3 separate regions of the Mus musculus genome follow, and all the other regions are linked to region 3. Evidence: chromatin contacts called from public promoter capture Hi-C data. All regions are on one chromosome and are shown on one strand. The core of a region is the stretch at or near the end of the contact, and the rest is flanking DNA. Distances in the headings are between cores, read along the strand shown. Region 1 has its middle 24 kb from the start of Cap1. Region 2 holds the start of Ppt1 (palmitoyl-protein thioesterase 1). Region 3 holds the start of Exo5 (exonuclease 5).

Region 1 (2,700 bases), core at 16-2,515, 2.0 Mb after region 3:
CTGACCAATGTGGTGGTATATTCCTTTAATCCCAACACAAGGAGGCAGAGGTGAGTTTGAGGCCAGCCTGGTCTACATATGGAGTTCTAGTCCAACCAGGGCTACATAACAAGACCTTGTCTCAAAAACAAAACAACAACAACAAGCTCCCAAAACAAAACAGCAGCAGCAACAACAACAACAACAAAAAATCAATCTGTGCTTGATTAGGTTTTAACTGTTTATGTAGAAGCTCAGTTGTATGCTTGAGAAAAAAATCCAAGGGTCAGAGGAGGCACCAAAGAACAAATTCATCAAAAGGACTGACTTGAAAAGGCAAGGAGAGAGAGAGCCACAGGGACCATACTACACAGCAGGAAGACACTGTTCACATCGCAGTCCACACAAACCACAGTTCCTAGAGGTTTGTATACTGCATGCTATTGCTATTACGGTGTCTGTGTGTATGAAGTATGTTGGTGCCACTGTGCATGTGTGGAGACCAGAGGACAAGTTTCTGGAATCCACCACTGGTTAAGTCCAGGGATCAAACTCAGGCCCCTCTGGCTTCCAGAGCAAACGCTTTTACTTGAGCCCTCTTGCCTGCCTGTAGCACCCATCTTATAAAGCCACACCTTAGGGAGTAGTTCTGAGTTCAATGTGTCAGAAACTCCTGGCATCTTCCCAGAAAGCTTTCCTAACTTTGCACACTGTGGAGGCATGCTGGGGAGAAAATTGCCAATGAAGGTGTATTGAAAAATCTTGATCATTGCAATTTCACTCACTTCTGCCCCCTCCTCTTTGCTTTGGTATTCTCCCCGCTGAGCTAATGTCAAAGGAGTTCCCTGGCTACCAGTAACAGGAACCAGCTCTGACAAATTTAAGAAGGGGCATAAAGCTGATCGTGGTGGCTCATGCCCTCTAATCCCTTCATACTTGGGCTAGCTAGCAAGATCTTATGTCAAAATTTAAAATATTTATTGAAAGAAAAAACGTGAAAGATTCATAGACTCGGTACAATCCGGAAAAACTTGCAACCAGAGCAGTCGAGTGTTATATTAAAATATACAGGGTCGTGCTGGTTCCAGATATGCAGATTACAGACAAATCTCTTAATACCGCTACCTACCCTGGCGTTAATCAGCTCCGCGTGGTTTTTGCCCTTTCGTCTCCCACTATTTTTTTTTCCCAAGAGGAAGCACTCCCAATCGGCTTTGTTGTGATGGGATGTCATCCTCTGACAAGAGGGGCTTTGAACCGTGACTGACAGCCCCACGGAGACAGTGTGCAGTGTGGGAAGGGCCTTCTCCAAAAGAAAGAGATAGAACGCTGATAGAGGAAAACAACAGATGTCCTCCGCATTCCAACTGCGGGTTGCCAAGCAACATCTTCCCACGTTTTAAAATACCATATACAAGTTTTAAAATGCTTCTGTCTAACATAATATGATTATTTCAAAGGCAAACAAAAGACACACTCAGCTCCTTCCAAAAAGACACAACCCGTGTCCAGCAATGGCATCCATCCCCAACCCCCACACACCCTGGGTCCCGTCATGATCCTCCTCCATCCCCGATCCCCACACACCCTGGGTTCCATCATGATCCTCCTCCTTAGAAATCTGTGGACAGACAACAAATTTAACCAACACACACACACACACACACACACACTATACACAACACACATAATTCTAAGATGAGAGAGGGATAATTACCTTTTTGGGGAGTGGTAGGGGACCTCGAGACAGGGTTTCTCTGTGTGGCCCTGACTGTTTTGGAGCTCGCTCCATAAACCAGGCTGGCCTCAAACTCAGAGATACACCTGCCTCTGTCTCCCAAGTGCTGGGATTAATGATGTCCACCACCGAGCTAACTGCCTTGTAAATATATATATATATAACTTTATGCATAGTATTATATGTAACTTACACTTCTACAAAAAAAAATGATACATAAAAGAAACGGTATGCTCCCCACTTACAGTCAGTCTTACCCCTAATATGTGTAGGTTTCATATGGTTGGTTGGTTGGTTGTTTAGTTCGGAGTTTGGATTTGTTTTCTTTTGTTTTGACCTGGGAAGGATGGGGGGGGGGTCTTTTTGGTGGAGGTAGGGGCTGGCCTGGAACTTTGTATGTAGACCAGACTGGCCTTGAACTCACAGAGATCCTCCTGATTCTGTCTCCAGATTACTGGAATTAAACACGTGTGCCACCACACCTGACTTTATTTTCGTTTTATGTTTTTGTTTGCTTGTTTGTTTTGTTGAAATTATACGATACCAGCGAAGGGGAATTGTTATCATATGTGCAGTGCTTATACAGGCCAGAAGAGGGCAGCAGATCCCTTGGAGCTGGAGTTACAAGTGGTTGCAAAGCTCCCTTCTCCCCCTCGTGTGGGTGCTAGGAACCTTACTTAGATCCTCTGGAAGAGCAACAAGCACTCTTGGCTATTGGGGTATCTCTCTAACCCCTCACCCTGGCATAATTCGGTCCTCCCATCCCCAGTCCATGCCATCTGGCCATTGGCTGGCCAGCACCTTATTTGGTTTAGTGTTTTGCCAGGTGGGCTGTGGAACTCAGCCATCAAAGTAGCTCGTAACGATTCCCACCCGCCTGATATCCACACCCTTGTGTAGTGTCCTCCCACCTGAAGTATACGCCAGAATATTTCCAGATGTTGGAATAGCATTGCTATCTGTTCTCTCATACTTACCACCCT
Region 2 (2,700 bases), core at 170-2,669, 1.9 Mb after region 3:
AGCAGCAAGCACTTTAAAGACAGAGCTGTCTTCCTGGCCCCGGGCCTATTTTTGCTTTCCTTTGTTTTTACTCTGATTTATTTGTTTACATTGTGTGTTTATGAGTCTCTATGGGGACATGTGACTGTCGGTGTATAGAGCTCAGAAGACAGCTTGCACAACTTGTTTTTTTTAACCTCAAGCTATCATAGTTCTCAAGAGGAAAGGATCAGGAATGGCTTAGTGGCCATTGTTTTATCCAGCTGAACAATCTAGCTGGCCCAACGCTTATCAGACTGTGCACTGTATAATGCATCCTAATCCTGTATTTTAATTGGCTTTCCAATTACTAAGTAACTGCTGGTTTCAGTGGGGTGGTACAGAAGGGTTTCATGTGGGTGCACAACCGGTTATTCTTCTAGATTTTTCATATGTCGCTCTCTACAAGACTACTTCATCCTTTATAAAGCCGGTGTCAGAGAGTCCCACTGTACCGTGAATACACCCTATTTAACAGATTCCTTTAAACATTTTTAATGCTTTTTTAGGGGAAAAAATGTTTGACACTGTCATTGAGGTGCCGAGGCTGCACTGAGGGAATCTAGAAAAGATGTGGGAGCATAGACAGGAGCCTCTGGGCTATAATAAACCAGAGTGGAGCTTGGATAGGACGTAGCTATGTTTCCCATCTTCCTAGTACATGAAATACCTGAGAGTCCATGACAGCCTGGAAGTCTTATTACATCTTTAATAAGATACTTTTTTCCCTCTTCAGGAGTCCAAACTTCCTCCTCCCTAATTACATCTTTAGCTTTTGAAACCCCATCTTAGCTTTACGATCCAAACCAAACCTCACCATGATATAACTTGCCCTGGATGAAAATCAAGTCTCCCTTCCCCAGTCCCGACACTGAGCCTTTTCTTCCAAGGGCTATAAGTACTATGGCACTGTGCTGAAGAGTTTTCTGCCTCCGCCTCCGAGGACCTTACCTAATTTCTCACACATGTGCTAAAATAAAAACAGTCTCCTAGGGGGAAAGCACCTGCAGCCAAGCCTGATGGATGACCTCAGTTCAATCCCTCTGACCGCTCCTGCAAGCGGTTCTCTGGCCTCCACACATGCGCTGTAGAACGCGAGCCGTACACATATGAAACGCCCACACATAGAATTAAAATTACGTGCAAATGACATAATTGTTAGCGAATAAACAGCTCTTTTCTGCTAATACACAGCTGAAAGAGAAGGCAAAGTTCCGTAGGGGGAAGGGGGAATTGTCACCTAGGCGTCCTTGGGTGTAAAATGAGAGCAGTGCATAAGATCAATTAAAAGATGGAAAGCCCTTATATAGTAGAGTCTGGTGGGTGTTAAGCAATGAATAAACGTCTCTGTCAGGATGCAGAGCCCGGCAGGGGGCGTGGCCACCGGAATTACTTTGGTCCACAGTCCCCGCGGTCATGTGATTGCTAAGATGGCGTCGTCCTGTTCGCGGAGGCTGCTAGCTGCCGCTCTGCTGCCTTGGTGCTGCGCCGCCTGGGCCCTGGGGCATCTGGACCCACCTTCACCACCACCGCTGGTGATCTGGCATGGGATGGGTGAGTGGGCGTGGACGGGGGCATCCTTTTCCCCCCTCGGTTCTTAAATCTGGAAAGACGATAGGGATTCCACAGCACCCGCCTAGTCCAAGGTTTTCGGATTTGTTGCTCTGCACGGAAGGGACGACAACCAGGTGTCTTTAGTGAGTGCTCAGTGAGTATTGTGCACGGCTTGGTTTATGCTTTGTTAAAATCCTGGCAGCAGTAGCATCAGCCTGCAGTATCTCACAGTCAGTCCAGCCTGCCCCTGCAGAGCTGGACTGCACACTCAGGCTTTCATTCCTTCACATCTGAATAGAGATCTACCAGGGGCCTTCATGTCCTTTATACAGTTACCTCAGAGCACCTGCTATACCTGAGCATGAAGCATTCTCATCTTTCTGGAACTTGCTGTCCAGTGGGGGAAACGTATTATAAGGAAATACGGGAAACTTGTCAAATGGCCAGGAGTGCAGTGAAAACAGAAGATAGAGCCTCAGGTGTGAGCTTGTGCTTCTACGGAGCAAGTTAGAACAGGAAACGGGATTCACCCAAGAGTGACAACTGAGTAGAGCTTAAGAGGATGCAGCACCATGGAGGGAGCAACTGGCCAGATCCTCCCTCCCGCCCCACCCCCCCGGAGCTCCCAGGGATTGGACCACCAACTAAAGAGTACACATGGAGGGACCCATGGCTCCAGCTGCCTATGTGGCAGAGGATGGACTTGGACATCAGTAGGAGGAGAGGCCCTTGAACCTGAGAATGTTCGATGCCCCAGTGTAGGGGAATGCCAGGGAGGGAAGACAGGAGTGGGTGGGTGGGGAACACCCTCATAGAGTCAGGGGGAGGGGGGATTGGATAGGGGGGTTCCGATGGGGAGACCTGGAAAGGGGAAAACATTTAAATGTAAATAAAGAAAATATCCAATAAAAAAAATAAAAGAAGGAAAAAAGAGAAGAAAAAAAGGAGGACGAGGGAAGATGCCATAGGGACATGTGGTCACAGGAGCAGCAGGTGCAAAGGCCCTGAGCTTGGCAGACTAGCATGCAGAGCAGTGTAGCAGGAGCAGCGGGAGCAAGGGAATAAGAGGGTGGACAAGTATGCTGGGGCTTTTAAGATTAGTGTAAGGACTTGGAATTTCACTAGGAA
Region 3 (2,827 bases), core at 82-2,581:
TTTTTTTTTTTTATTTTTAAAGATTTATTTATTTATTTATTATATATAAGTACACTGTAGCTGTCTTCAGACACACCAGAAGAGGGCATCAGATCTCATTACAGATGGTTGTGAGCCACCATGTGGTTGCTGGGATTTGAACTCCGGACCTCTAAAAGAGCAGTCAGTGCTCTTAACCTCTGAGCCATCTCTCCAGCCCCCTTGACTTCTTAAAGATATAGAAATATCTACTAATATTCATATTAAATATTTTATATATGAATATATGTTTTAAAAGTTTTAAAACAGATAAAGCTGAAAATTATTAGGTGAAAAATTAAATGAGATAGATGTTCAGAAAATACCAGATCGGCATCAAGAGTCTAGGGATCCTGAAGATACAGATTTTGAATCTAATCTTGAAACGTCCAGTAGAATTTGCTGGTATGCTATTTGTTTGTTTGTTTCTTTCTTTCTTTATTTTCTGGTTTTTCGAGACAGGGTTTCTCTGTGTAGCCCTGGCTGTCCTGGAACTCACTCTAGACCAGGCTGGCCTCGAACTCAGAAATCCGCCTGCCTCTGCCTCCTGAGTGCTGGGATTAAAGGCGTGCACCACCACGCCCGGTTCTGCTATTTGTTTCTTGAATAATCTTGGGCACATTTCAAAAATTCTCTGATGAGACTGGCACATCTTTAAAATGTATACTGGTAAGCTAATCCTTCAATGCCCACAGAGCTAAAACAGTACAGATATTAACTAACACACAATAAATGTGGCTTTCCTTCCAAAGGCATTGATGGGTCTACTATGTATCTATTTGCTCTGAAAAGTTCAGGAGAGAGGCAACTCGTACTCACCTGGGCCTTAGTTGATTTCCCTCCTCACAGGGAAGAGCATGTATTAAAACGAGGGGAGATGGGGAGGCACCTTGCTATGATGGAATGTGGACTTCTGTTCTCTTCACCTGACCACTCCTTCACATTATGGTGTTTCCACTTGAGTCACACTGCTAGGGCAGCTGCGTGTCATAAATCCTCCTAACACTGGCCTCTCCAAGGGTAAGGTCTCCAGGCGGTAAGTTCTGCTCTCCAGGTTCCCAGCCGCAGCCTGAGGTCGGAGGCCCTGCCTTGCTGATGGCTTCCGGCTGCCTGCTGCTGCCTTCATCCTCTGCGTCCTGACTCGTTACAGGCCTTCCACGCAGGCAGGCGTGTGCTTTCCACTCAGCCCCCAGCCCCAGTCCCCCTGGTGTGCCCAAGCGCAAAGACTCAATCGCGGGCCCAAAATGCACAGAACAAAAACCCGAATGAGGGGCGTGCCTGAAAGGGGCAGCCCCTTAGCTCTTCACCCCTGTCCCAGAATTCCCGGCGGCGGTTGGAGGCCCGCCCCTTTTCATGTCACACCCCTCCCCACCCACCAGGCCCCTGGTTCTCGCGACACTGGGGCTGAGTGGGCGTCTGCAGTCCGCTGTATTTCCTTATCCACCAGTGCCTAGTGCAGGCTGTTACCGTCTCGTTCTCTTACGCCCGCCCGGTGAGAGGACGGTCATGGTGGTCGTCTCGCTGTCCCCAGTGCAGCTGGCCTCTGACACCCTTGGAGCCCGAATCCGGATCTTAGCACCTGACATCAGCTTTCCCAGCTTAGTGAACAATCATGAACTCAAGCTTCAAAGACGCTGGCAGTTGTCAGTGTCTTATTTTATTTTATTTATTTCTTATCCTTTTTATTGGCCTCCAATTTGGGTTACTCCTGCCTCTGCTTTTTCGGTGCTGGAATTACAAGCCATTGTGCCCTTATGCCCAGATTCTTTTTAAAGATTAAAAAAAATGTTTTGTTTTTTCCTTTATGTGTATGAATGTTTTCCCTGCATGCATGTCTGTGGTTCATATCTTCTTGGTGCCCTCGGGAGCCAGAAGAGGGCCTCAGAGTTACAGAAGGGTTGAGTCACATGGGCACAGAGAAACAAACTAAGGTCCTCTGTAAGAGCAGCTAGTGCTCTTAACCTCTGAGCCTTTGAAAAATACTTCCCAGCATCTATGGTGACCCACACCAAAAATCTCAGCGCTGGGACTCTAGACTTGAGTCTAAAGTCCAGAAGGATAAAGCCTAGCTGTTAGGTTCATTTAGTTAATTCAGTCACCAGTTTAAGGGGTTCACCAGAATCAGGGTTTTATAAAGTGTATTGTATCAGGGGGAGGATGAACAGATTCCAAACAAGGAACTTGCGTAGGAAAAAAAAAAAAAAAAAAAAGAGGAAATTTCCAAATGTGGAGTAAAACCCATGAAATACTATCTTCAATCACAGTGGGAGCAAAGATAAAAGAGAAGCACTTGTGCCCCTCCCTTTGGCAGTATGGAAGCAGTAGAACCCCCCCCCCCACCCCCCCACCCCCCCCCCCCCCCCCGCCACCCACCATTCAGAGGAGAACTTACCTCCCAGGAAGAGACTTCATAGGATCCTTACAGCTTGTCAGACCACTCTGCAGAAGACACAAGCTGAGACAACTGTGGACAGGACTGTTCCTTGATCTGCTTAGTTGTACATCCCTCTTGCTTTGTTTAAACCTAAACCACATGTCAGAACCCCAAAGACAGTCTTGGAAATCATTAGGCCTCTGTGTTTGTTCCTCTTTCCAAAGTGACCTCATCGAATAAATCCCCTTTCTTTCATTAAGGGCATATTGAAGATGAGTGGCTGAGTCTAGTCTCTTAATCCTACTAGAACCTAGTGTTAGGCCCTAAGAGAATCCAGTAATAAGAATGGATATTTGGGGACCATAACATCTTTATGACAAAACCAAAGTATATTTGGGTAGAAATAGTACCAATGGGTCTGCACTTAAGACAATT

The links. Promoter capture Hi-C pulls out the DNA fragments that hold promoters and counts their contacts.
Region 1: a promoter capture Hi-C map of hippocampal neurons shows a contact between it and region 3, with 4 times the contacts expected there. The contact joins the enhancer-like site here to the promoter of Exo5 in region 3. A contact is called at or near these places in 7 of 39 promoter capture datasets (the HPC-7 cell line, cranial neural crest, frontonasal cranial neural crest and 4 more), 1 of 484 Hi-C or Micro-C datasets (B cells) and 1 of 115 datasets of contacts at active chromatin or transcription factors (large pre-B cells).
Region 2: a contact with region 3 is called in a promoter capture Hi-C map of second pharyngeal arch cranial neural crest. The contact joins the promoter of Ppt1 here to the promoter of Exo5 in region 3. A contact is called at or near these places in 16 of 39 promoter capture datasets (the 3T3-L1 cell line, 3T3-L1-derived adipocytes, the C10 cell line and 11 more), 4 of 115 datasets of contacts at active chromatin or transcription factors (astrocytes, embryonic stem cells, large pre-B cells and 1 more) and 1 of 9 other capture datasets (embryonic stem cells).

What each region holds. Positions count from the first base shown.
Region 1 is chr4:122,908,441-122,911,140 of GRCm38.p6, forward strand. No RefSeq gene overlaps it. Among named protein-coding and RNA genes, the nearest start is that of Cap1, 24 kb to the left of the region's middle. Within about 2 kb of position 1,266, at least 30 of the 459 cell types and tissues checked have an H3K27ac peak or open chromatin away from gene starts, as enhancers often do. A contact at or near this core is called in hippocampal neurons, where this site is marked.
Region 2 is chr4:122,834,808-122,837,507 of GRCm38.p6, forward strand. It overlaps Ppt1 (palmitoyl-protein thioesterase 1), which reads left to right and starts at 1,420. Exons shown (of 9, transcript NM_008917.3): 1 at 1,420-1,572. The coding sequence starts at 1,449.
Region 3 is chr4:120,923,674-120,926,500 of GRCm38.p6, forward strand. Exo5 (exonuclease 5) reads right to left here and starts at 1,332. Exons shown (of 2, transcript NM_028457.2): 1 at 838-1,332.